Linked DNA regions of Mus musculus: regions 1, 2, 3 and 4 are each linked to region 5. A link is a contact called in public ChIA-PET, HiChIP or PLAC-seq and promoter capture Hi-C data. All regions are on one chromosome and are shown on one strand. The core of a region is the stretch at or near the end of the contact, and the rest is flanking DNA. Distances in the headings are between cores, read along the strand shown. Region 1 overlaps Sptbn1 (spectrin beta, non-erythrocytic 1). Region 2 overlaps Sptbn1 (spectrin beta, non-erythrocytic 1). Region 3 has its middle 31 kb from the start of Eml6. Region 4 overlaps Ppp4r3b (protein phosphatase 4 regulatory subunit 3B). Region 5 holds the start of Rtn4 (reticulon 4).

Region 1 (5,219 bases), core at 1,249-3,748, 430 kb before region 5:
AGCAGCCAGCACTGGAGAAAGGCAATTGAACCGTGAAACCAGGGAAGCCAGAAATCCATTAGGGGTCTGTGGTTATGGGTTAGGGCGCCGTGTTCCTGTCAGTCTCCTGGAGGAGCCATACATATCACCAGCAGTTTAGATTATCCATTCATCTACATTTTAGGATACATTGTAGAGTAGGGCTATATTTAAATTAGCTGCATGTGGCCATTTCTTTTTAAGTTAAAATTCAGAGCATACTTCTCGAAAACAGCTGCCATGTTTTAACTCTTTGGAAAAACGGTACATTTAAACACCATGGACGGAAACAACTTACTAAATACTGAAACTCTCTCTATATGTTAAAAACCAGAGATATAGGGGCTAGAGAGATGCTTGGTGGTTAAGAACACTGGCTTGCTCTTCCAAAGGATTCGGGTTCAGTTAGACTGACAATTTCCTGAAATTCCAGTTCCAGGGAATCTGACCCCTTCGTTGACTTCTGCATGCACTGCGAACACATGTTACACGGCTGTATATGTAGAGAAAACACCTATAAACATATAATAAAAGTAGATAAATGTTAGGCTAGTGAGACGGCTCAGCAGTTAAGAGCACTGACTGCTCTTCCAGAGGTCCTGAGTTCAACCACATGGTGGCTCACAACCATGTAGAATGAGGCCAGAGCAAGTGAGAGCCAGAGCAAGTGGGGCTGAAGTGAGAAGCCAGAGCAAGTGAGAGCCAGAGCAAGTGGGGCTGAAGTGAGAAGGAAAAAGAGAAAAAAAGTAGATAAATCTTTTTAGAAAAACAGAAAATTTTAAGCTATATTCCAGATTTCTTTTTCATTAAGACCTTAAAAAGAAAGTTTATGCCAAGCAGTACTCTGCATCTCAAAGACCATCTTTTAACATGCACTATTAATCTCATGATTCCCTCAACCCCCAATAAATCCAGAAAGAAACTTTGAAAACTAAAGTTAACCAAGAAAATGTAGTCTCTTCTGAAAGCCAGCTAGGAAGAAACATGTAGCAAACTCCATATATGTAAATTCATAAACACATCATATTTCTCCATCTGCCAGAGAACTACAGTGGAATTCGTTCCTCTCTAGTTTATAGAATAAATTCCCTTAGACCCCAAAATGGGATAAGGAACATCCACAAGAAAGTGTAGGGACCCGAGGGCCAGGGACCAGGACAGAATATAGTCTTAACCCATTACAAACACCTTGTATATGGACATCCAGCTATATGTTCAAAGAAGTACAACAGACATGTTAGATCTTTTGCAACAAAAGGCATTCGTGCCTAGTAAAGAGACCGTGAACCTTATAATATGCTCTGGCAGCCCTACGCACCATGTTAGACAAAAAGCTTCTTCTGAGTGTCAGGGGGACACAGATAGCCAATTAGAGAGGATACTCACTCAAGACACACACAGCAAGTGTGCTTTGCAGGGAGCCAGTGTGTGCAGGAGAGAAGCACCCGCCACACACTGGCTTTCCTTGTATCACCCTGATGTTTGCCATGAAACAGACATCACCTGAGACTGTGTTCCTTCAGCCAGAGAATTAATGGATTATGTTATACCTGCTTTTTTGGGGTATGTATGTATGTATGTGTGTATGTATGTGAGACAGTGTCATACTGTAGTTTAAACCAGCCTGGAACCTACTTCTGTTATGAAAATTAAGTTACAGATATTAGCCACTGCCCTAGTCTTGCTTCCACTTTTAAAGGACAAGTTAATATAATGAAATTGATTGACAGAACCATGTTAAAGCCCAGGCTAAGTCTGAGGAAAGATATGTAGCTTTCTACATGAATACTGTGCCAAGTCCCCCTCATCCTACGTCTCTTGTTTTGCTGTTGCTCTGTGGGATTCCTTAAAGTTTGCACAGCCACAGTGACTGCTGAGAATGTTTGATGTCCCACACAGCTTATAGTCAGCATGTGACAAAACTTAGGTTTGCTGGTTTCCAGACACTTTATAGACATACAAGTATATTGACCAAAAGAAGTGTCCCATTCCTGCACTGCAAACACCCATCATTCTGCCTCGTTTAAATATAGTAGGCCAGAGTATTTTGGGAGTGGAGGTCATATAGACCAGCCTTACATTTGACTATGTTTTATGATGGTAGTTATTTACCTAGTAGGCAGAAGTTACTGTTACTAGCTGTTTGTGTTCAAGGTCTAGAGAATCCACAGGTTTGTTGCCTCCTCAATACCCCCCCCCCCCCCACATACACACACACACACACATACATACTCCTTTTCTCCTGGGTGCCTTGGCTAATGGAAGCAAGAATTTTAAGATCTGCCTTTATTGCCCCCATAAGGACTGAGGGCAGCCATTGTACTTGATACAGTTAAAACAGGGACCCACTTGCTCACCTCAAATACCTATGTAGGGAACATCTTAATTTTCACAGCGTGGTTTTGGTGGAGTATAGATGATCTGAAAGTTGTGGCTGGCTGGTTTATTCTCTTAGAGTGTACTTCTGACTTTTGAAGGTGAATTGGTTTGGTTGGTTGGTGGTTTTTGTTCTCTTTCCCCAGGAAGTCAGTACAGACTTGTTTGGCACAGGACTGAGTTTTGTACTGAGCCTTGCTCAGTGATTAAAGCTTTTTTTTTTTTCTTTTTCTTTTTCTCTTTCTCTTTCTTTTTCTTTTTCTTTTTTCCATCTGCACAGTGATTTTTGGTTTTTTTGGGTTTTTTTGCAGAGAATGAGTATATTCTGACATGACCTTTGTGAATGCCTGAAATAATCACTTAGCTCTAGTTCCAGAATGGTGACAGAGGACCAGAATACTAGCTAGTTCCATAGCTCTACAGCATTGTGCTGGTCTGCATGATATCTGTAGGATGATATGTTCAACAAAGAGCACATTGGTTTATAAGTGTAATTTTTATGTAGTGCTTTCTCCTTTTAAAAACAAAATCCTACTTGTGTGTTATGAATAGTGAAAATATGTGTATGTCCCTGGCACTTTCGGTCAACAAATATCCTCTATTGTAGGAGACCTCTCTCTGTGCTACACAGAGGGATTTTTATCATTTGGTTTTCTTCATCTCTCTCTTTTTTTTTTTTAGATTGGACAAACGTCCTTCGTATGTCACATTGTAGCCATTTAGATTGCTGGGAAATAGTTAAATTCTTTTTTAGTTGAAAACGTGCTATCTTTACTGTTGTTTGACCAATCAGTGGTCTTCCATTACAAAAGATTTGCTTTGACCTTTGCTCCCGACAGTTCTCCTTCATGAAAGATGGAGCTAGTACTTAGAGTTTTTGTCCATTCTCAAAGTCAGCAGTTCTCTTGTGACCCGCTTTGCCCTCCTTGACATTTTATAAAGAACAGACCCACTGCTGTTGAAGCAAATATATGGAGAAGCCTTTCCCAGCAGTACCAGGGTATTAATGAAAGGCTTCAGAAACACGGATACCGTAAAGGCGTCTTTGGTCTCCTGTGCCATTGTAGACTTTGAGACATGAAACCATGGAGATATTCAGGTGCAGACTCACAGGGAGTAGTGACTGCTTTAAAAGTAATCTCACTTTCACCCACCCAAGTGGCGGTAGATGGTCCCTGAAGGACTCCATTGTATATCTCTGGCCTGGGCACTTATAGGCAAGCAGGACCAAGCAGGGTCTGACTTGGGATAAAAGCCTGAAAGAGGTCAGAGCTTGGTTTGGCCAACTCCCATTCCAAGCCTCTTATAATTTATTTTAGTCTGTCAGCAGCTGGCAAGCTTTGTGTGGCTTTCTAGTATATATGGTTGGTCTCGGAGTCCAGTTCTGTGAAGTGTTCTTAGTTTGAGTGGAAGGTTCCTTCGAGAGTTAGAGGCTACAGAAAAACAGGTAAAGGTGATTTAGAGTTGACAGAAAAAAAAGAATGGCTGTTGTCATTGCATTAGTTCCACGGTGAGCAAGTTGTTTATGTTCTTTGACATTCCCACACATCACCCAGTAGATAAATGAGCAGGTTTGTGTGTTGTTTGGTTCTTGGTTTTTTGAGATAGGATTTCTCTGTATAGCCCTGGCTGTTCTGGAACTCACTCTGTAGCCCACAGTGGCCTCAAACTCACAGAGATCCACTTGCCTTTGCATTCCAAGCACTGATACTAGAAGCATGCGTCACCACTGCTGTGCAGATTGTTTTAAAATACATACTTGCCAGATGAATTAAATGATAGTCAATGGTTAGCTTGCTATAGCTGTCACAGGTATCTGGGGGAGGAAACAGCTTGTGTTTTGAACTAGTAAGAGCAAAACTACAAACACAAGCTTTTTAGGGAAAGCTGGCCAAGAGTGCAGTTGAGTTTAAAAGCTGCTTTGGAGTTTTTATACTTCTGGGTTCAATGTTAGGTCCACCATTTATATCACACTTAGCTACAAAATGGGTCAGAGGTGCAAAGTAAAATATTTGCCGGTCTGTTGACATGGAAAATGTCGACACGGGTGTAATCCTTTCTGGGTCGGAGTAAAAGGTTTAAATCTATGATGACAGCTTCTAAACACTTCTTGCTGTTCTACCCTAGCTGTCCCTCTGGATCAATGAAAAGATGCTTACAGCTCAAGACATGTCTTATGATGAAGCCAGAAATCTGCACAGTAAATGGTTAAAGCATCAAGCATTTATGGCGGAACTTGCATCCAACAAAGAATGGCTTGACAAAATTGAGAAGGTGGGTTAAACTATTTGGTGAGACCTTTCCCTCACCCTCCTTTCCAAATTGTGGCCTTGGTAAGGAGGAAGACATAAAAACTTAGGGAAGAGGGAGGAGAGAAAATGAATTCCTTTTATTTGAGGGTAGAGCCCTATGTCATCACAGTCAGTAACAATCCCCTGCTTCCACTTAGTTTCTAACCTGATGTCTGTCCCACAGCGGGCAGAGAAGCAGAGACCCAAACAAGTGGCTTAGTTTATCTTTCAGTGGCTACCAGATGATCAGATCAGTTGCTACTGGTGGACCATGTCCCTTCCTTCCTCATTGCCACTGGCCATAAACCTGTGTTGCTTTATGGGCGGCTTTATCAGATACAATTACATAAATTTTAAAATGCAATATGCTTTAAGTCTATTAGGGGTGGTGTGACTACTATACACCAGGCACTAACTATGTTAATCCTTGCAGTGTGTATTCACATAGGGAAATTCTGTGCAGTGTGTGTTTCTCACGTTCCTGTCCCTTCACTATCATTCTCCTAAGAATTAAAATTATGTGTTATATATAGT
Region 2 (5,527 bases), core at 1,919-4,418, 500 kb before region 5:
TTTCTAGCTTCCAGGCAAGGGCCACACAAGGAAGGAAATCCACAGGGGATTAGATGCCGGGGTGGTAACTCCACCAGGCTAGGTTGGACTCTGCAGCCAACTTCCTATCAGATCACCCTGCACCTATTTCCGACCCGACCGGAATGCGACTGGCTTGAGGTCCAGCCCTTTCGCCTGGGCGGGAGCAGAGCCGCGGAAGCTGCTTGGAGTTGGATGGGGGTAGGAAGGGGCTGGAGCGGGAATCCTACGGTGCAACTGGCCTGGGCCTAAGGTTGGGCATAATGGAGTTGCAGAGGACATCCAGCATTTCAGGGCCGCTGTCGCCGGCCTACACCGGGCAGGTGCCTTACAACTACAACCAACTGGAAGGAAGATTCAAACAGCTCCAAGGTAAGTCCGCTGCCAAGGGCCAGGCCTGCTTGCGGGTGTTCCGACAGGATCCTGGAGCTTTTTGAAGCTTTATTTCTGCCATACGGTACACGACCCTAGTGAAGATAGCAGCCACACCGCCCCAGGTTGACTGTGAGCACCTAATTAAGGCATTAAAGGAGGCAGTTGCTCACACTACTCCAGGCTCTAGATTAGCCACCATTTGTAGTCTCGCCAGTACCTACCTTTTGGTTCTAGGCTCTAGTTGTCAGGTATCCTACTTTCTGTTGTATGTTGTACACACACACACACACACACACACACACACACACACACACACACACACACACACACAGAGAGAGAGAGAGAGAGAGAGAGAGAGAGAGAGAGAGAGAGAGAAACACACACACACCATTCGGGATGCTAGGAGATTAATGTTAATAGATCCATTAGTATGCTTTTATTTCAGCCCGCCTCTTTAACTCCCAGCCCCTTACCTCTGGGAGCACGTAGAGGTGTAAAATACACTGCTCCAGACCCAGTCCAATAGAACAATAGCAAAGGGGAGGAGGAAGTGGTCTTTTTCTTCCTAAGTCCTTGATAAATTAGTTTTAGTTCCTAAGCCTAATTTTAACTCTTGATGTATTGTGTTGGAGGACAGCTTTCCCATTAATTTGGTGGGCTATGTAATTTATAATAAAAGCCACTTATTGTCATTCCAGGGCTATGGGTAGGATTAGTTGGATCACTTACAGACATTTTCTAGAGTCTATGCCAGGCTCAAAGATTTAAGGTATCCAGTATTTTGCTGCACATGTTTTTCTGGAGAGCAGGTTCCTGGAACAGTTGTGTGCTGTTTCTGCTTGTATCCCTGGGCTGTTTCTGACCAGTCAGCATGCCTTGGTCAGCCACTCAGCCTATACGTGACTAAAAAATAAAGGTCTCTAGCTGAAAATAGAGCTTGCACTTAGAAGCCTGTAGAATCTGGTAATAGGTAGGAGTAGCTCTAGTACTGTAAAGAATATCCAAAGACTGTGTGTCTCTTATTTTAACTCCGTCCTAAATGAGGAGGTATGGAAGGAAACATCTTGGTCCTCGTATGTTTTCATTGGAAAGTGGTGATCTCTTTCATTCATTGATTTACTTTTCTTGTAAAGTATTTTGACAACATTGACTTGTTTTGGAAAATGAGGCAGAACAGGATGTGATTTTTAAACATTTGCTAGATGTTGCTGCATTCTTTCAGCGTCTGGCTAAGAGGTGGGTCATTAGCACTGGGAGATCAACTAAGTCTTTAGTTGCATCTCTGAGTCATTGAAAGTGGAATTTGCTTTCTTGAAAATTTAGGTGAGTGAGCTTGCAAGTAGTGAAATAGAAAACATATATTCTAGGTCTTTGAGGAGCCCTACACTTGTAGAATCAAAAGAACTCAGAATGCCCCCTTTCTCCTTGGCCTGGGCTCTCTAAGGAGAAGAAGCACTTACAGGATTCAGTCAGAAAACTGTTTCAAGCCTGTCCATGCTGTGTAGTGTCAGTAAAAACAATCAAACAGTAGAAAGTATAAAAAGAGCCTGGCAGTGATGGGACACGCCTTTAATCCCAGCCCTTGGGAAGCAGAGGCAGGCGGACTTCTGAGTTTGAGGCCAGCCTGGTCTCCAGAGTGAGTTCCAGGATAGCCAGGGCTACACAGAGAAACCCTGTGTAAGAGAAAGTATAAAGAGGATGTGTGTGGAACGCACTGTTTGACCCACCCATAACAAAAGGGTTATTCTAAAAGGTTTAAGTGTAGTTGTAAGTTGCTCACTGCTTGGGGTGGAGCTTATACACAGGAAATGTCTTAACTGTCCTCTTTGGACAAGGAAATGGTTTTTAAAAATCACACGAATGCCCTCTATTTTAGTTCATGTTCTTTTTCCTCAAGGAACTATCTTTTAAAAATGGTGGGGATTAAGTTGTGTAGTAAATATACCAAATTTTTAGAAGTAAGCTCGGTCACTTGCTCTAGCTCCAGATGACTTTTTAAATACTGTGGTTTTGAGTTGCATAAGTTTACTGTTGGTGTTTCTATAACAGAAAACCACCTGTGTTGAAGAACTGAGAAAGGGTGAATTAACTTTCAAATAGGATGGGTCACATTAGGGTCACTAACTTCCAACAGTGTCCTAGTGAGAAGAAAAACAGATTGGGGTTTAAACAGGATGAGAGTTTGGGGGTTTTGTTTGTTTGTTTGTTTGTTTTTTCGAGACAGGGTTTCCCTGGGTAGTCCTGGCTGTCCTGGAACTCACTCTGTAGACCAGGCTGGCCTTAAACTCAGAAATCCACCTGCCTCTGCCTCCCAAGTGCTGGGATTAAAAGCCTGTGCCACAACGCCCAGCTGAGAGTTTATATAAAAACCTTTCTCAGCTCCTGATCCTTGGTGTGCTGTTCTGATCCTTGTAGTTCTTGTAAATGTTATTTTTGATAACATAAATTCTATGTACTGGTATAATTTTATACATGCTCGAAGGCCTGGGGAATAATCTTTCTTAGCTCTTGTCACCTAGTGTATGGGATGTTTTGTTGATTTTTTTTTAATGCCCCCCTTATGAATTTATATACTTGGTATATATGTCTGGGAAGGGCTTTCATTTCATGGAAGTATGTTACTATATTTGTTGCTGGATGCAGTTGGTTGGAGTTTGCTTTTCTAGCAGCTGAGCAAAACCTGATATTAAGAGAAACCTGGTCTGTTTAGATAACATAGTGTGTAGAGATTTATGGGCCAGTGAGTAAGTGGCGGGGTGGGGGTGGGGGAATCTCATTGGCTTAAGGAACTGAGAGATACTGGTTTTGGTTAGCTTGTTTTAATCACTCCTAAGTTCATAATAAGAGAGGTCAGGGTCTTCAATCTCTGAACTCTGACTTTAGCCACCAGTACATAGCTTTCTTTCATTTTTCCACCTGTCAAATTAAATTATTCAGGTCAACCCCTGTCTTATAAAGTTGGATTCATTTTCTGTTGTTGCTTTTTTTACTTTAAGATAAGCGAAGAAAGTTGAAACAACTGGTTTCAGCTTCCTGCTTAGAAAACTGTGATTACAGAAGTTCACAATACCTTCCCTGTAGTTGTACATCTGCCTGCTTAGTCCTTGTGGGAGAATCCTCTGCCTTGTTAGTCTCCCACTGTGTTCTCTTATGCATGCTTATTGTATATGAAAAAGTATACGCTCTTGAGCTTGGCATTCAGGACTTGTGCAAATGGCCCTATACTGTGTGGTCTTCCTCTTCCAACTCCTTCACTGCAGTCAAACCTGTAGACAGGTAGTCAGTCCCTCATCTCTAGCCTGCCTTCTTCCGCTTCCCTTCCTCTCAGCCCAGAGCACTGATTGGCTGTAGCAGTGAGATAGCAGAGGCAGAATCCAGAGGGAAAGCATCAAAACAGGTTTTGTTTGTTTGTTTTGTTTTTTTAAATCTTCTTTGCACCTTACTCTATGGTTAGCACCATTCTGGAGAAGCGCTTTCTGCAGCTTCTGGCTGGATGAGTTTGCCCTAGAATACTGAATTTCGGGCCACAGGAGTTCATTTCCCTGCTCATTACATGCTGAGGTGCTTTCTAATTACGTGTGTGTGTGTGTGTGTGTGTGTGTGTGTGTGTGTGTGTGTGTGTGTGTGTTTTGTGTTTTCCCTTGGAAGTGGGAAGAAAGCATCATATGTCCTAGAGGTTACAGATTTTTGTCACCCACCCAGTGTGATAGCTGGGAGCGGTCTCCAGTCCTCTGAAAGAGTAGCAAGCACTGTAACCATTAGGCTGTCTTTCCAGCCTCTTAACTATAAAAATTAATAATTTACTTACTTATACTGTATATGTATGTGACGTGTATGGAGGTTAGAGGACAGCTCTGTGGAGTTGGATACCACCTTCAAACTTTCTATGGGTCCTGAGCATTGAACTAAAAGTTCACTAGTCTTGCTCAGTAAGTTCCTTTATACATTGAGCTATCTTACCAGCTCTTAATTCCCTGTCACCCTTTTCTACTACTGAACCACCATTTTTGAGACAGGGACTCATATAATCCAAACACACTATGTAATTGAGTCTGGCCTTAAATTCCTTGTTCTTTTCAAAATGTTGGGATTATAGGTGCCCACCACCATCCTTGGCTATTTTAATTTCTTAGGTCTTGGAGAAAGATGAGTGCTGATTTTATACCCATGATTCATAAAGAACCCTTATATCTTTATCTTTTCAAGACAAGGTTTCTCTGCATATCCCTGGCTATTCTGGAACTTTCTCTAGCCTAACCTGGCCTAGAACTCAAAGAGTTCTGCCTGCCTCTATCTTCTGAGTGCTGGGATTAAAGGCGAGGGCCACTATCACTCTGTCACAGAAAAACATTTATTAAGTTTTTAGTAAACTTTTGGTTTGTGGTGTGACTTAAAATATATGCTTTACCTCATTTCAATAGCCTTAGAGAAAGAAAATGTCTAAGTCTATACTTAAGGTCTTAAAGACAAATGTTCAGTATTTCCCATTACAATGTGAACAGACTTGATGACATAATTTTTAAATTTATTTTGTGTATGGATGTTTTACCTGCATGTATGTATGCATAGCATGTTGTGCCTTGTGTCCTCAGACTTCAGAAGAGGGTGTCAGATCCCCTGGGACTGTGTACATGGAGATGGTTGTGAGCCATGTGGGCTCAGGTAGGAGCTAAACCTGGGTCCTCTACAAGAGCAGCAAGTGCTCTTGACCTCTGACCCAACTTTCTAGACCAACATTATTTTTATCTTCAGTATATGAGTGTTTTTCCTGCATGTGTATGGAATGCCTATGGAAGCTAGAGAGATGATGTTAGAGTCCCGGAAATAAAACTTAGTTATTAAGAGCCATGGGAGTGCTGGGACCCAAACTCTAATCCTCTACTAAAGCTGCACGCTATCTCCAGCAGCAAATGGCCTCTTCCTCCTCCTCTTCTTCCTCCATTTTTCGTAGGAAGGTTAGGGGTAGGATTATATATGAGGACATTTGAGGGATTTTATGAAATGCGCTGTATTGTTTTGTTTTTGTTATGTTCCTCAGACAACTTTATGGGGCAAATCATCAAAGCAAATCAAACCTTTCCCCAGTTTCATCTCAGGATTAAGTCCTGATAACTTTGTGACTCAACCCTGTTTT
Region 3 (5,729 bases), core at 1,226-3,725, 360 kb before region 5:
TATGGGTCAGCTATTAATATCACAGCTATTAACATCACAGGGATTTCTAGCAAGGTCAGGGTGGTTTGTGGTTTTTCTCAGAATTCAGTGTGGGGCAGGGTAGGGGGAATTTCTTTGGGAACTGCTATCTTGTTATGGTTATTTTCTGAGAACAGCTCATTTTGTTTAGGCAGCTGCAGACTTAGTCATTTTAACTGCTATGTTTCTGAAAGTCACTTCAGAGGGGGAAGGGGCTAGGTGGTCTTGAATTTATTTTGGATTCTACAGTTCCAACATATGTGCTGGTGAGTAAATACAAGCAGGTGAAGGAGACACAATGTCCTTGTGTAGGTCTCCAGCAGAAGGTATGCCACAGATAAAGGTGTGTACCACCATGCTGGATCTGGGACTTGCTTTGCCCCAGGCTGACCTTCAACTCAGAGATCTCCTTGTCTTATTCTCCTGGGATTAATGGCATGTACTACCTTGCCTGCGCCTAAGCTTTTCATGGCCACTATGCATCGAGATCTCCATGCCAAGATCCAGGTCAGAAACTTGTGTCTTCCAGCCTTAAGATCTGGATCATAGGTGAGCCCTCCAATTCTGGATTGTAGTTCATTCCATATATAGTCAAGTTGACAACCAGGAATTGCCATTACAATCATGTAGTCATATGAGTAACAATATTAAAGTCCATTCCTCCCTTATCTCTCTGCCAGCACAGAAATCAGCATGTGAATAAGACAAAGACAATTTTTATACAGTGCACACAAATATTATCCCAACATAATTGGTCCTCTTTTGAAATAGGGTAGCTAAATGATGTCTTGGGCTATCTAAAAGGTAATCTCTCTTCCCAGGCACTTTGACCAGTTTTCCTGTATTTGAAAGATCCTGACAGAATGTAAAAGGTCACAGAAGCCCTGAAATTGGCAAAATAGATTTCACTGTTAGCAGAACTAGCTTCACTAATTTAGAAAAATAGAGGTGCACAATGCTCTGGCTGCTCCTTGAACCCATGTGTCTGCCAATGTTCTGACCGTTCCTTGAACCCATGTGTTTGCCCACTGATGAAGCCCACTGTGTTTGTGATATTGGTTGCTGGGGAAGAGTCGGAAAATCTCCCCAGCAACCACAGCCGGGGCCAATCCAGAGTTGCTGCACCTGCACCAGACTCTTTCCTTATACCCTTCCCATACCCATTTCTTGAGAAATCACTTTAGAATAGACATTGTTTAGATATGGAAATCTTCTACTCCCTCCTTCTCCTTGACCCCCTGAGGGCCTATAAAAACTGGAACCTCTTTCCCCTCGGGGTCAATTCCTGTACCCATGCATGGGATACAAGTCATCCCCAGAGCTCTGGCTTTCCCCGAATAAAGCCTCGTGTGGTTTGCCCCAAACTTGGTCTCTCGTGAGTTTCTAGGGGGTCTGCTATTATCCTGAGACTTGAGTGAGGGTCTCCCTTCAGGGGTCTTTCATTGGGGGCTCGTCCAGGATTGGTGCGACCACCCAAGTCTCTGAAGACCCACTTGGAGGTGAGATTTCTTGTCTAAAAATATTTCTGTGAGCCGGCGAGGTTCGTTGCTGAAATTTGCAGCTGTGATGTTTCATGGGAAACAGAGACCTATGCTTCGAGGTGAGACATGGAGTGTGAACAGCAGACACACTGGAGTCACGGGCTGTTGCTCTGGGGGACACCCTGGAGCGAGGGGGAAGGACTCCAGGAGTTTGTCTGGGGCTGGGAGTGAACAGTCGGTAGTCTTCCTAGATTGGGGGATTTACGCACTTCCCTGACCTTTTGCATTTCTAAGTTGGTTTTGTCTGTCCATTAGAAGACAGGCATTTGTCAGAGTGTGTGTGTGTGTGTGTGTGTGTGTGTGTGTGTTTTCTGTCTGTTTCATGTTTCCCGTGGTTTGGATGATGGGACAGACTGTAACGACCCCCCTAAGTTTGACTTTAGACCACTGGACTGAAGTTAGGTAAAGGGCCCATAATCTTTCAGTAAAAATTAAGAAAAGACCTTGGTAGACTTTTTGCACCTCTGAGTGGCTGGCATTTGATGTAGGATGGCCACCGGAAGGGACTTTTGATTTGACTCTTATCTTTGAAGTTAAAGCCATTGTTTTTCAGACCTGGGTCCCACCCGGATCAATAGTCTTACATTACTGTCTGGCAGGACCTCGTCCAGAATCCACCATCATGGATCAAACCATGGATTCCCCAGCGTAGGTCAGGCTCCTGAGCTCTGACTCTTCATGAAACAAAAGCAAAACCAAAGGTTCCTCCCAAAATGAAGCCTCCTCTTCAACCCACAGCTCCCCACAAGATCTATCCTGATATTGAGGGGCCTCCTGAGTGGCCAGAATCTCTTCCCCCTCCACCCTATCTTCTACCCCCACTGGGCCCCGCTCCTCTGCAGATCCCTGCACTCGGCCCTGGAACCACTGGCGATGCAGCCAGAGGACTAGCGGCTGGGACCTAAATCTGATGAGCCCAGAGTCCCCCAGCAGGTGGAGCTCCTTACTCCACTTCTGCTTTTCCTTTGCGAGCTGTGGGCGACTCACCTGCAATCTCTGCAGACCCTACAACATTGGCCATTTTCATCGGCTGTGCTGTACAATTGGAAAGCTAACCATGCCTCCTTTTCTGAGAATCCGGCTAGCCTGACAGGGCTGGTGGGGTCTCTTATGTTTTCTCATCAACCCACATGGGATGATTGTCAGCAGCTCCTCCAGGTTCTCTTTACCATTGAAGAAAAAGAGTGCATTCTCCTGGAGACTTGGAAAAATGTTCCTGGAGTGAATGGAGTCCCAACCAACCTACCTAATGAGATTAATGCTGGGTTCCCTCTGGACCGGCCAGATTGGAACTACAACACAGCTCAAGGTAGGGAGAGGTTGGCAGTTTACCAATGGGTTCTGGTCACAGGTCTAAAGGGAGCAGCAAGACGCCCCACCAATTTGGCTAAGGTAAGAGAGGTGATGCAGGGCCCTACCAAGCCCCTATCTGTTTTTCTGGAAAGATTGATGGAAGCTTATAGATGCTATACTCCTTTTGACCCAACCTCTGAGGGTCAACAGCTGTGGTGGCTATGGCTTTTATAGGGCAATCAGCATCAGATATTAAGAGAAAGTTACAGAGGCTAGAAGGATTACATGCCATGGCTTTACAATATTTAGTCAAGGAAGCAGAAAAAGTGTATTGAAAGAGAGAGATGGAGGAAAAGAACAAAGAGAGGAAAAAGCTCAAAGAAGAGAGGGAGAATAAAAGGGATAGAAGACAGGAGAGGAACTTAAGCATGATATTGGCTGCAGTAGTAGGGGAGCATGAAGGAAGGAACAGGCATGAGAATAGACATACAGGGTACCTGGGCAACAGGAAACCTAGACCTGAAGGAAGAAGACCCGTCTAGAGGACTTTAGAGAAGGACCAAAATGCCTATTGCAAGGAAAAAGGACATTGGGCATGGGAATGCCCAAAGAAGAAGGGAAGGCTCTAGAAGATGATGATTAGGGGAGATGGGGCTTGGGCCCCCTCCCCGAGCCTAGGGTAACCCTGATTGTGGAGGGGACCCCTATGGACTTTTTAGTTGATACTAGGGCAGAACATTCTGTGTTGAAACATTCATTGGGAAAAATAAAAAATAAAAGAACCATAGTAATTGGAGTCACTGGTCAGAAATAATACCCCTGGACCACTGCGCGCACCGTAGATCTGGGGAAAGGGCAAGTGAGTCATTCTTTTTTGGTCATCCCCGAGTGTCCCACACCGCTTCTAAAAAGAGACCTTTTGACTAAACTAAAGGCCCAGATCAGATTTACCCAAAAAGGGCCGAGAGTAGGTTGGGAATCCCCCACCTACATAGTCTTAGCCCTGCAGCTTGAGGAAGAATACCGATTGCATGAAGGCATAAAGCAAACGGAGGTGCCAGACCTAAAAGATTGGTTGACTGCTTTCCCTAGAGTATGGGCAGAGACTGGAAGCATGGGAATGGCTGTCAGAGTTCCCCCTGTGGTTGTAGGACTGAAGACGGATGTAACCCCTATAGGGGTGCGACAATACCCAATGAGCTGTGAGGCAAGAGATGGAATCAAGCCACATATTCAAAGACTATTACAACTAGGTATTTTGGTATCTTGCCAGTTGCCCTGGAATACTCCTCTACTGCCGGTAAAGAAACCTGGCACGAGTGACTATCGACCAGTCCAAGACCTGAAAGAGGTCAAAAAGAGGGTCTAAGATATTCACCCAACTGTTCCTAATCCCTATAACCTCCTCAGCTCACTCTCCCTGGAGTGAAAGTGGTACACAGTACTTGATTTAAAAGATGCTTTCTTTTGCTTGAAGTTACATCCCTCCAGTCAGCCCATATTCGCCTTTGAGTGGAGAGATCCCGACACTGAACAAACGGGACAATTGACCTGGACGCGGTTAACCCAGGGGTTCAAGAACTCCCCCAGACTTTTTGATGAGGCTCTACATCGAGATTTAGCCTCCTTCCGAGCTGAAAACTCCCAGATAACTCTGCTTCAATATGTTGATGATTTGCTCCTTGCTGCAACCTCGGAGAGAAAGTGCCGACAGGGGACGGAGAGATTGCTAGCAGAACTGGGTGAGTTGGGTTACCGAGCCTCCACTAAAAAGGCTCAGCTATGTTAGATGGAAGTACTCTACCTGGGATATACCCTCCAGGATGGGAAACAGTGGCTGACAGAGGCTAGAAAAAGGACTGTGACTCAAATACCAGCACTGGCTACTCCAAGCCAGGTGAGAGAATTCTTGGGCACCGCTGGGATCTGCAGACTTTGGATACCTGGGTTTGCAACACTGGCTGCCCCCTTGAACCCCCTGACCAAGGAAAGTGGAGAATTCAGATGGACATCAGAACATCAGAGAGCCTTTGAAAATATTAAGGAGGCCCTGTTGACTGTGCCAGCCTTGGCATTGCCAGATCTAACCAAACCCTTCATCCTCTATGTTGATGAGAGGGCAGGGGTGGCCAGAGGAGTTCTTACTCAGGCTTTAGGGTTGTGGAAGAGGCCCGTGACATATTTGTCTAAGAAGCTGGACCCAGTGGTCAGCGGATGGCCCACATGTTTAAAGGCTGTTGCTGCAGTAGCCTTACTTGTTAAGGATGCGGACAAGTTAACTTTGGGATAGAAAATAACTGTGGTAGTCCCCCACTCTCTTGAAAGCATTATTCGCCAGCCCCCAGACCGATGGATGACAAATGCCCGAATGACCTACTACCAGAGTCTGTTGCTGACTGAACAGGTTGTGTTTGCTCCTCCTGCTCTCCTCAACCCTGCTACCATCCTGCCTGAAATGGATGATTCCTTGCCTGTTCACTGCTGTGTGGACATCTTTGAGGAAGAAACCAGGATCCAAAGTGATCTACATGACCAGCCATGACCAGGCATCCCAAACTGGTACACAGAAGGAAGCAGCTTCCTAGTAGAAGGTAAGAGAATGGCAGGGGTGGTGGTGGTAGATGGTAAGCAAATCGTGTGGCCTAGCAGCCTGCCAGAAGGTACATCAGCGCCAAAAGCTGAATTAATTACCCTGACCCAGACCCTTCGGATGGCTGAGGGGTGTCCCATCAACATCTACACTGATAGCAGGTATGCTTTTGCTACAGCCCATATCCACGGTGCCATCTACAGACAAAGAGGGTTGCTGATGTCAGTGGGCAAGGGCATAAAAATATAAAGAGGAGATTCTGAGCCTCATTGAGGCTATTCATCTGC
Region 4 (5,491 bases), core at 749-3,248, 470 kb after region 5:
ACGGTTAGCATAGGAAAAGTGATAGTGGGTTTGGGTAATGTAGAACCTGATAGGAAATGTAAAAACTTTCATTTTTTAAAGGTGTGGTTACAAGGCAGACAGCTGTGTTAGTAGTTTTGGATTTATCAGGTATGAGACAATCCAAAGGTGGTATCTTGGATATGGTAAGAGAGTTTTATATTTGAAGCAGGACATTTGGAAAATAAATGTGAGAAATGTAGGAAATAATTACCTTTTCTGCAAAAGTTGTTAAGGATTCCCTGACTGAACCTGTTGAGGAAAATGCTACCTACCATAGAGTGCTGGTCTTTCTAAACATCAAATCAGGCTTAGCAGCAAGCTCCTTTACCCACTTAGTGATCTTGCTGGCCTCAACTGGGATTTTACTAAAATTTCATCTAATCTGTTTGAATGTAAAATGTAAAACCTTCCACCTGCAGAAAAACTAGTGATTAAAACACGTGAATCTGTTTCACATAACTTTTTATTAAAAATAGTTTTTTATTAGGTACATGTTTACAGATATTTTTAGGACCTAAGGCATACAAATGTGTGCTCTGACTTGAACTAGCTGAGTGGAGATAATGCTGTAAGCACCCCAGCCTGCATGAGGGTCGTCATTCAGGACAGCAGCTACTGTGGAATCTTCCTAGTTGTGCCTTCCAAGGATCCTTTCATCATGTGGGTGAGCATATGCATTACACAACTGTTGCCCTTGGACTTTAAGAAAACATTCATATTTCCATTGTAAGAAACACTTCCCATAATAATGTCTTAAAAGTTTGAAGTTCCTCAGAAAGGAAAATTAAAGGAAGTCTTTATATGGTACAGTACTTTAGTTAACATAACAAAAGAGTTAACAGAACAGTTTATAGATCAGGGCTGCTTAGATTCTAAGCACTAAGATGGTAGAGGCTTCATAAAACTTGTTTGAAAGAATGCCTACTCATACAGTAACTTACTGATATTGGCTGAAAGAATCCCAGTTCACTTGTGATACAAGATGAATGCATGATGTATGTGCACCTTTGTTTAGAGGTGAGAATGGCTTTATGCTGTTAGGTTTGCTCAAGGTTTACCTCTTGTAAGTGATATTTAAAGAATGGTTGAGTCTTGCATTTAAGACTTTCTGACCTAGTGGCTTATAACATATCTTTATGGATTTTATCAGCCTTTAAAAGACAATGTAAACTGGACATATCTCAAAAATAGTTCACTTATTCACTTATTTTACAATAAAACAAACAGAAGCCTCAATCATGGAATTATAGGGTCACATTTTAATTCCTGAATTTTACAGTTTAGCAGTAATATCACCACATGTATACAAATGGTGTAAAACAAGTACAGTGGTATTTTTAATACAAAATAAACATCTGTTTTATGGAAAAACTATACTTCGTATCTACACGGACAGCCCATCTTTTCCAAACAATAGCCAAAATTAAAATTAACTCCAAAATTTCCAACACAGGAAACTGCTTTTAAGCTATTCCAGGAAAAATGGACCCATAACATATTATAGAGCTGATCTAAAAGACTGGAGCTAGAATTACTATTTTTAGATCTTTTTTTTTCTCAATGCATTAAATTGTAGTTTGGGGTCATTTTTCTCATCTCAGCAATGATCTTAGATCATAGATGAGCAAACTAACATTAAAATATTTACAGTTAACTTGTTCTAAAAAATAAAAGCTCTTAACAGCTTGCTTCAATTATTTTAAGTTCATTTACATACATGGAATGTGCTTTTTAAATCTCTTAAAAAAGCAGCTTTCACATCACCCTCTTGTCTGTGGAAGAGCTTCCTAGGCTGCATATGACTGTGATATTTAAGTAGCCTCTAGGCTAGAATGACCTGCAGATATTAAGTGCCACTTAACTCAGCACCATTCTTTGTTGGTCTTTATATATTTACCAGCAGCTCTTAGAACACCCAGACCTAACTTTACTGAGAAAGCAGAAAGTGACCATAGTGGAAACCCCCTGTTCTAGCCACTCCCAGGTTGGTGGAAGAGGAGCATTTCAGAACATTGCTGCTGCATTTCTTGGCTGCTGTTACCTCTAAAAATGCTGACTTTAGTTCTTTAAGAATACTATCCATTTGGAACCCAGCTTTCTTTTTTCTTTTTTTCAATGTATTAGAAGTTCTTGGTGTAGAGAAATTGGTATGTGCTGTTTGTTACCTAGGGTGTATGTCCTGTCAAATGCCAAAGGCTAACTTCTGTGAAATCTTTAAAGAAATGGTCCCAACAATGTAACTTCATTTCTGATGACAGTTCAATTTGCTTTACATAAAAAATGTCTTTTAAAAAAAGGCAACTGATTAAAACAACGTGGCCAGCACCATTATACAAGCAATGTTATTGGGTACTGAAGTCTCACAATTTCCTCTAGGTTGGACTCTGGGAACAATTAACCCTTCTTACCCCAAATATGAGCCTTTCCTTGTTGGGAAGCTTTCACCCAGGATCTAATTATCATTCTTCTTTTTTGGACAGCCCAAAAGGCAAACCCTTTAATTACTAGGAATTAAGTTTTTGGGAAGCCCGGTTCTTACACAACTACACTTTCCTACCTGGCAACCAAGAGTCTCTGCTACTCCGTGTGTTAAGTTCCATATGAAAGCTTTCCCATTCAGACTCAAGCTCCGTGCGTGAGCAGCTGCAGCAGTTAGTAAGACCATGTGGTGGGAATCCCCCAGCAAGGATTCTAGGAGCCCAGGCGAGGTCTTTTCCTAGGGGATGATTCTTCTTCCTCATCTTCCTCTTCATCATCTGGATAGTCTACCAAGCCAACCAAATTTCCCTATTGAAAAATGAAAAACATTATTATATAAAGGAAAATAAAAACAGATTATCATGAAAACAGCATGGTACAAATATCATCACTAAGATATTTGAAGCCATTTTTCTAAATAGCATATCTGAGATTAAGACAGGATATTGAATTTTAGAATGTAATTACTTAAATTATAATCCATTTACTGAGTGCTTCTGCTGGCAGTCTCACCCTCAGCTCTTCTATTGTTTCTTGGGTTTTTAATGAAACTTCAGAATTCAATTTAACAAAAAGTCACTAGGAAAAAGACTCCACCCACCCCCTTCAACTTCAAACAGTAGGACCTACACCACCTGGAAGATGGACAATGTCTAACAAGAACTATTTCATTTCTCTCACATCAACTGAGAAATCTCTAGTTTTTATATGAATTTATTTCATTATAAAGTATACACTATTTTTTTCATTCTATGTTTAAAGAATAATTTAAATGGCTGAAGATAGATAATAAAAACAAGAAATGGTTTGTAAAAGCTAGTACTTAAATATAAGGATGAGGTAATTCAGGGTTTGGCCTTTTATGAGTAACACACTCCCCTTTTGAAATCCTAGGAAAGCTTTGGAACTCTAAAAAAAAGGTAGGTATCCTCAGGACTGACTCATGTTGAACCAATTCTATGAAGCTTATGAGTGCCCTACAAAAAGGTTTACTTCAAACCTTTTGTACCACAAATAGCTAAACAAATACAATCTCAGTAACTTGTCCTTTATACCTGAGTGGCTCCATATGTAAACAAATACCTGGAATAACAATGAAAGAATAAGCAAAACACTGTAATCTGTCAGAAATGGACTGAGCATCTATAAGCAGTTACCAGTGTATGAACTAAAGAAGGGATATATTTGGAAAATTCCTAATTCTTGTTTGCTAAATCATACATGTTAAGTTGAAATCAGAAATAGGCTTAAGTGTTAGGACGTACTGAGTCCATTGTCTGATTTCAGTTTTCAAAGCTGTTATGTTCTGTATAGAAGAATCTGCAGTGACTGAAGCAGTTTGAAGTCTGATAATACATTTACTGTCTCCTTAAATTATCAAAAATGAAAGTAAATTGAAAAGATACAGATCTATAAGGAAAATGAGAAGAAAAATAAAGATGAAAACTGGAAGAGAGCAAGAATGGAATATATGCTAGTGGATAAAGAAATGTGAATGAGACTGATTTATCCAGAACATAACAGACAGTAAATACATCAAAATAGTATTTAAAAAGAGGAAAAGAGGAAAAGAAGCTGGCAAAACAAGACAACCATTGGGACTCTCCATTGCCAGGAAATTCTCATTCCTCTGTCATCATGAAATGATGAATGATATGAATTTCAAAAGAGAAAAAGGCTGGAATTTAAGGCAAAGCAAAGAGTAAGAGTTGAAACTGAACAGCTACTGCTCCCCTATGACCCCACGTCTTCCCTCAGAACACAAAGCCTATATACTTCCCCGATATAACAGACTAGTTATGCTATAAGATTAACACCATGGTGAGGCCAAGGGAGGATGCTGGTGGGAGTAGGTGGGGTCCTAGAGGTGAGTGGGGAGGAATGAAGCATAAACTGCTCTGTCTAAATCAAGTCATTACTTTAAATACACAGTTAAGTTACCCTCTGCAGTGTACAATTCAGTGTTCCTAGTGTCACAACATAGTGTGCGCACACACACACACAAACTGAATGTTTTAAAAATTTTATGTATGTGAATAAATTTTATGTATGTGAATACATTGTGGCTCTCTTCAGACACACTAGACAGGGCATCGGATCCCATTACAGGGAATTGAACTCAGGACCTCTGGAAGAACAGTCAGTGCTCTTAACCACTGAGCCATCTCTCCAGCCCCACAACATTATATGTTATCCCTCCTAATTCTGTAACATCTTCATCTTCCTTCCCAGAAAAGTCCCTAACATTTCTTGCCCCATATTTCCCTGCCTTTCCCCATAACTCCCCCTTTCTAGGGTACAGGCAAGCACTGATCTACTTGCTGTCCACTCCCCTCCACTACTGAAGGAGCTATTTCTTATCAGTTCATGTAACACACACTGTGGACTGCTAATCTACGTCATAACACACACCACTCTTTCACTCCTTTCCTGCTACTAACATTATTTGCCCAATTCACAAGTTGGCGGACATTTGTGTGGTTCCATCTTTTGCCATTATGAATAATGCTCAACAATCACATACTACTTTTTGAGTCAATATATGTTTTCAATGTTTCTCTGAGACAGGATTGATGTGTAAGCCATGCCGGTCTTGAACTTACAATCTGATCTCAGCCTTCAGAATGCTGGCCATGCACAGCTTGTTTCAGTTTTCCTGAGTGTATACATAGGAATGAAACTGCCTGCTGTGTCATATAGTTAATGTGTTCAGTCTTGGAAGGGAATGGGAATTGGGTCTAATTGGTGTGTTCTAAAAAATGCTATTTCATATTAATTCCCCATAAGCAATGAACATGGATTGTAATTTCTCTGTATCCTAGACAACATTTATTAAAAATATTATAGCCACTCTAGTAGGTGTGAACTGTTCTTACTGTGTTATTTAAAAAATCTTTTGTGTATGAGTATGAGCATGTCTGCCATGGGTCATGTTCAGTGTTGGGTAAGGAGAACAGAGGACAACTTTTGAGTGTTGGTCCTCACATTCTAG
Region 5 (5,182 bases), core at 1,352-3,851:
TAACCAATAATAGGGACCAGCCAATAGCCAAACTCTTCAGTGCATTAAGAAATCTAATGTATTGCGATGAGTTAAATATCAACAACCACAACTCACTGTTGTTGTGTTCAATAAAGGGAATAAAGCTTCCAAAAAACACAATGAGTACAAAATTCCTGGGTAGACAACATTCCTCTTTTGTCTTCTAAACTTTGTTAGTATTTCTAAATCTTCTAAAATTTGTCAGTATTTCAAGAAAATGCTGATGCTGCCTGAGTCCCCTCCATATTCAAAGGACAAAACTATTTATCTTGTTTCTATGAAAGTAGAAAAAATGAAAAGTATAGTTTGGCCAATCATTGTTTCCAGTTTAAAATTTTAATACTTTATTTTTTTCTACTTTAGTTTCCCTCAAAAAAAAGGAAAGGAAAATAAAAATGAAAAGACAAGGCAGTCTTCATCTAAATTCTTTACTGTAGGAGTTGTTTTTGAATAGTGCCTTTGGTGTGCCCATAATGAATTGTTACCCAGGATCACTTCTATTGATTCATTATCCCCATTATAAGAGAGTTAATTGTAATAAAAAAGATACTGCAAGCTCTGGGGTGATATTATTTCTCTAAAAAAATAAAACCTCCTAGATCTGGAATGTTGTGAAAATTTCCCAGCAGGCAGTTATACCATTTAATTTTTTACCTTACTTTACAAAAAGAAAAAAAAGGCTTTTTGCTAGCAAGACACTTTGTCCCAAAGTAATAAACTACTTAAGATGCATTCTCGTTCTTTACAAAATTTGATTTTTTTCCCTTTCCAAAATAAAAAGGGCAATAAAACAATATTCAATGCATTTTGTCAATGTAAATCATATACTTATAAAAACTTCTAACTAATATAGGAACATTTGCCCTAAAACATTTCATTATGTCTCAGGATAAATCTACCACAAGTTCAACTAATTCCTGACCAGGAATCCACAGGTTTGCCCCTTTTTAAGGTCAACCATTTTGCCTTTTCTCTACAAGTCAATCTCGATGCATTTAAAGGCTAAGAGATGCCATTAAATTTGGCAATTTCTTTTACAGCACAACTGAGGCCCTGGATAACTATGCCCCATCGGAACAAAATGCCCAGATCTCGTTTCTCAGGCTGGTGTAGGAATCACCACATTAAACACAAATGAACTGGGCGGTGGCAGAACTTCACCAAAAGTCTCTCCTTCCCTTTTCTCCTGGAACCACGCCACTGGAGGCGCTCGCTCCCCCTTCACCGCAGTTGGGTTACTGTATAGACGTTAGCAGCTCGGCCAGTTCCCCACCAATAAAGGGAGAAAGAAACAGGGGATTAGTGCAAGGGGATCCCCCGACGCCCGGCAGGAAGGAAGGCAGGCCCTAAAAAATAAAAAAACTGTAGAGTGGTCGACAAACGCCCATCCTTTAAATAAAGGGATTAGGGCACCACAGCCTTCCCATTCCCACCTCCAAGCCCAGCCCAGCCCAGCCCAGCCCAGCCCAGCCCAGCCCAGCCCAAGGAATCCACCATCCTAGTTCTTCAACACACTCCTAGCTGCTGATAGGCGAGAACTTCGTGCTGGAATGGGAACCAGCGACTTGGCAGCGGTGCACGTGCTCCCCGAAACCCCGACAAACAATGAAGGCACCCAGGCTTCCGAGGCCGCCCCACCCTTCTGCCCGCCTCCCGCCAGCGGGGGCGCCATCACCCTGCCACTCGTAGACAAAGCCCTAGGGTCCCGAGCAGCCCTGCCCGTCCCCTCCTCCCCCGGGCCAAGACACAAAAGAGGGAGGGGCGTAACGCGCAGCAGCACTCACCCACTGAGCCCGAGCCCCTGCGCTTGGGCGCGGCCGGCGTGGAAGGGGGCGCGGCGGGCTCCGCTAGGGGGCTCGCGCCGGCTGGCGCCGGAGGCCGCGCTGGAGGCTCGTCGTCCTCCGGGAGCTTGGAGGGCAGGACTGCGGCAGCGGGCGGCAGGGATGGCGCGGACGCCGCGGGGCTGCGTTCCCAGGACGGCTGCCTCTCAGGGGCGGTGGGGGGCGCGGCCGGCAGCGGCCCGCGGGGCGCGGGGGGCACCGAGTCGCTGCTGAAGTCCAGCAGCGGTGCGGCGGCGGGGGGCACCGGAGCCGCGGACAGCCCGGCTGCGGGCTTCCTCTCCAGCACCTCCAATTCCTCCAGGTCCTCGTCGTCCTCCTCCTCCTCCTCGTCTTCCTCGTCCTCCTCGTCCTCGGGCTCCGTCACGAACTGGTACTTGAAAGCGGGCGGGGGCCGGGGCGGGCTATCCGCGGACGAGGAGACCAGCGACGACTGGTCTATGTCTTCCATGGTCGGCGATGATGCTGCAGCTACTGCCGCCGCGGGCCACTTCTCCTCAGAGCCGCGGGCGGTTGTGGGGGTTGGGCAGGACTGGCAGAGGCCGGGCTGGCCGAACCAAGCCGAGGAACCCGCAAAGGCGACAGCTCCAGGAACAATAAGACTTCTCCTCCTGCCTCCGCGCTCGAGATGCGCCACCCGCCCTGTCCTCAGTTGCAGCAGCCGCCGCCGCCCAGATGAGCAACTGAGAGAGGAGGGCAGACTCTCCGCCCAGTTTGGCGTGACTCACCTTCCCGGCAGGGGAGGGCTGGCTGGCGCGGGGGACAGAGAGCCAATAGGCTGCGGGATAGAGAAGATGGATCACGGGGTTGTCCAATAGAAATAGGGTGCAGGCGGAGCCTGCCATACTTCCTTGGTGGCGTTCGGAGGGCGGGGTTTGGAGCTGGGATCCACCCCCACCTAGTGTAGTTGGGGAATGGGGCGGGGACTTGGCCTTGCCTACAGCGGGATTTTAGTCTACCAAAAGGGGGCGGGCTGCGGTCCCAGGATTTGGAGAGTTTTCCAAGAAGCCTGTGGAAGGGCGTTATCCTGGGGACCTAGGAGTGGAAAGTTTCCTCCCCGAAAAGGGAAAAAAAAAAAAAAAAGTGGAGAAAGGTACTAACAAGACTGAATTAGGTCTTACGGATTTTTTTAGATAAAAGACTTATTTTCAGACATGGTCCCAACGCATAACTACCACCACCTCAAAAGGAGAAAGAAAAACAAAACATTTATTTGACACTTTCAAGTTCCCTCCCTTTCTAGACTGCAGGCCTGGAATGAGGTAGGCAAAACAGCTGTGCTAGATTACCCGGAGCTCTGGGCTCACTGTTTAGAATGCTTTCGGCCTTGCATTCTGCTGGACTCTAAAAGTGCACGGAGAATGAGTCACCAGAAAGGGAGAAGGGGGAAGGAACGTTGAAATAGATGCCTTGGAAGGCAAAATTGGTTCACTATTTTTCACTCACCTCAGGCTGATGAGTCAACATCCCGGATGATTCAGGCTTCCTAGGAGTCGGGAAGCCCTACACTCACTGGTTTGATATGCTGGAATGGCATGTCTCCTGATGTGCGGTCCCCCCCACCCCCACCCCCCCAAAGCTACACTTTAAAGAAAACGGTAGCCAGGTGTGGTGGCACATGCCTTTAATCCCAGCACTTGGGATGCAGAGGCAGGTGGATTTCTGAGTTCGAGACCAGCCTGGTCTACAAAGTGAATTCTAGGACAGCCAAAGCTACACAGAGAAACCCTGTTTCAAAAAATCAAAAGAAAGAAAGAAAGAAAGAAAGAAAGAAAGAAAGAAAGAAAGAAAGAAAGAAAGAAAACGGTAGAACATAGAAAACTTTGCTTCAAGGTTTGCAGAGTCCCTTTATCTTTCTTATACACTTTTCAAAAATACTGGCTGCATGCCTACTCTGGAGAGAGGATTGCCTGCATTCCAATTGTTCAGTCTACATGTGCACTGTCTAGTACTGAAGCAACTGGCTGCTTTTAGCTCCTGAGCACTGAAATGAAGTGTGTTCTGTGAATAAAATACACACTACATTCCCAGAATTTATAAGAAATGTTATAATTTCTGTTTCACATTGGTTTTATGTTGGCATTGATAGTATTTTGGATATAGTGGGATGAGTACACTATATTATCAAGTTCACTTGTATTCTTTTTGAAGCAGCTTGTAGAAACTTTTAAATGCATGTTCTAATAACTAAGATATTTGATTGCCATGGATTTTGTTGGTTTTTAAGCAAATTTGTAGTCCCAACAAAGTAATATCACCCTAGATTTAGTTTAAGTTTTAAGAAAGAATTGGGTGGGGTGGATGTTGGTGAGGGTTGCTGGAGAAATGGCTTTAACAAGACCTGAGTTCTGTTCCCAGCATCCAAGCAGCTCATAATCACAGCATACACACTCACACACATCTTTTTTTAAAAAAAACTTTTAAAATGTAATGGGGCTAGAAAGATGGCTAGTTAAGAGAACTTACTGCTCTTGCAGTAAATAAACAGCCCAAGTTTGAGTCTAAGGACCTACATGGTGATTTCCAACTCTCCATAACTCCAGTTCCAGCAAATATGAAGCCCTCTATGACTTCCTCAGGAGCCAGGCACCTGCGTGGTGTCCCACATATACACCGCATAGCATTCATACACATTCTGGTCCTATTCATTCTGGAAGAAAAGAGACATTGAAAGAGACACCTAACTATCCCAGCCATAGTGATATTCTCTCAAAAAATGCGACTTCATCCTAGAGCCAATATACAATCATGAAAAATAATGTGTCACTGTTGTTTTAAACCACTGCCTTTTTAGGTGATTCATTACATAGCAAAAGTTTCTTGAACTAGTATCCATTCTGTGTTTGCATTTTATGCTTTATTGGTTTATACAATGCATTAGGTATGTACTCTATACCAGCACCAAACAAAGCAGGTGCAAAGTTTGTCTATACATTTTCAGGTAAAGGAAGGGTCACTACTCAGAAGAATAGGCAGTTCCAGTGCTATGGTATTAATACTATTGCAAAACACTTAATCACTACCTAAACTCATATGTGGAACAGGCTACATTTGCCTTCTATCATGTATGCCCTTTGAAAAAGTTAAAGGGCCAGAGATGGATATATATATATATGCATATATATTGGAATATGAAAGATGGGTTCCAACATAAAACCTGTTTCAAGAGCTTTCTGCCATAGCTCTTTCACCTACTGAAAAGGACTTGTCTTTTTTCAAGTGCACTGCTGAGTTACATGCATTCTTTGTACTGGAACAAAACAAAACAAAACACTGAAACATAATTTTTGGCTTAAGTGGAAGTTGTAACAGCTTCCTGCATG

Evidence for each region. Promoter capture Hi-C pulls out the DNA fragments that hold promoters and counts their contacts. ChIA-PET counts read pairs in DNA pulled down with a chosen protein or histone mark. HiChIP or PLAC-seq counts read pairs in DNA pulled down with a chosen protein or histone mark.
Region 1: an RNA polymerase II ChIA-PET map of memory CD8 T cells shows a contact between it and region 5, with 21 read pairs. The contact joins the enhancer-like site here to the promoter of Rtn4 in region 5. A contact is called at or near these places in 6 of 39 promoter capture datasets (3T3-L1-derived adipocytes, the C10 cell line, the HPC-7 cell line and 2 more), 1 of 484 Hi-C or Micro-C datasets (the HPC-7 cell line) and 1 of 115 datasets of contacts at active chromatin or transcription factors (memory CD8 T cells).
Region 2: a promoter capture Hi-C map of pre-B cells shows a contact between it and region 5. The contact joins the enhancer-like site here to the promoter of Rtn4 in region 5. A contact is called at or near these places in 4 of 39 promoter capture datasets (the C10 cell line, the HPC-7 cell line, HPC-7-derived erythroid cells and 1 more), 1 of 15 datasets of contacts at CTCF or cohesin (large pre-B cells), 8 of 484 Hi-C or Micro-C datasets (CD4 T cells, CD8 T cells, the HPC-7 cell line and 5 more), 12 of 115 datasets of contacts at active chromatin or transcription factors (the 230-238 cell line, DN3 thymocytes, the SCID.adh cell line and 8 more) and 1 of 9 other capture datasets (liver).
Region 3: an H3K27ac HiChIP or PLAC-seq map of large pre-B cells shows a contact between it and region 5, with 2.0 times the contacts expected there. The contact joins the enhancer-like site here to the promoter of Rtn4 in region 5. A contact is called at or near these places in 2 of 39 promoter capture datasets (the C10 cell line and hippocampal neurons), 1 of 15 datasets of contacts at CTCF or cohesin (pro-B cells) and 4 of 115 datasets of contacts at active chromatin or transcription factors (bone marrow-derived macrophages, craniofacial prominence and large pre-B cells).
Region 4: a contact with region 5 is called in a promoter capture Hi-C map of 3T3-L1-derived adipocytes, with 4 times the contacts expected there. The contact joins the enhancer-like site here to the promoter of Rtn4 in region 5. A contact is called at or near these places in 9 of 39 promoter capture datasets (the 3T3-L1 cell line, 3T3-L1-derived adipocytes, the C10 cell line and 4 more), 1 of 15 datasets of contacts at CTCF or cohesin (pro-B cells), 5 of 115 datasets of contacts at active chromatin or transcription factors (the 230-238 cell line, astrocytes, bone marrow-derived macrophages and 1 more) and 1 of 9 other capture datasets (liver).

What each region holds. Positions count from the first base shown.
Region 1 is chr11:30,124,315-30,129,533 of GRCm38.p6, reverse strand. It overlaps Sptbn1 (spectrin beta, non-erythrocytic 1), which reads left to right. Exons shown (of 35, transcript NM_175836.2): 18 at 4,522-4,668. Among named protein-coding and RNA genes, the nearest start is that of Sptbn1, 93 kb to the left of the region's middle. Within about 2 kb of position 2,498, at least 13 of the 459 cell types and tissues checked have an H3K27ac peak or open chromatin away from gene starts, as enhancers often do. A contact at or near this core is called in memory CD8 T cells, where this site is marked.
Region 2 is chr11:30,192,587-30,198,113 of GRCm38.p6, reverse strand. The region is part of intron 1 of Sptbn1 (spectrin beta, non-erythrocytic 1); the gene reads left to right. Among named protein-coding and RNA genes, the nearest start is that of Sptbn1, 24 kb to the left of the region's middle. Within about 2 kb of position 3,168, at least 10 of the 459 cell types and tissues checked have an H3K27ac peak or open chromatin away from gene starts, as enhancers often do. A contact at or near this core is called in the SCID.adh cell line and pre-B cells, where this site is marked.
Region 3 is chr11:30,054,242-30,059,970 of GRCm38.p6, reverse strand. No RefSeq gene overlaps it. Among named protein-coding and RNA genes, the nearest start is that of Eml6, 31 kb to the right of the region's middle. Within about 2 kb of position 2,475, at least 6 of the 459 cell types and tissues checked have an H3K27ac peak or open chromatin away from gene starts, as enhancers often do.
Region 4 is chr11:29,215,773-29,221,263 of GRCm38.p6, reverse strand. Ppp4r3b (protein phosphatase 4 regulatory subunit 3B) reads right to left here. Exons shown (of 16, transcript NM_134034.3): 16 at 467-2,808. The coding sequence ends at 2,713. It also overlaps a transcript of Cfap36 not described here. Among named protein-coding and RNA genes, the nearest start is that of Cfap36, 29 kb to the left of the region's middle. Within about 2 kb of position 1,998, at least 8 of the 459 cell types and tissues checked have an H3K27ac peak or open chromatin away from gene starts, as enhancers often do.
Region 5 is chr11:29,690,317-29,695,498 of GRCm38.p6, reverse strand. It overlaps Rtn4 (reticulon 4), which reads right to left and starts at 2,601. Exons shown (of 9, transcript NM_194054.3): 1 at 1,806-2,601. The coding sequence starts at 2,310.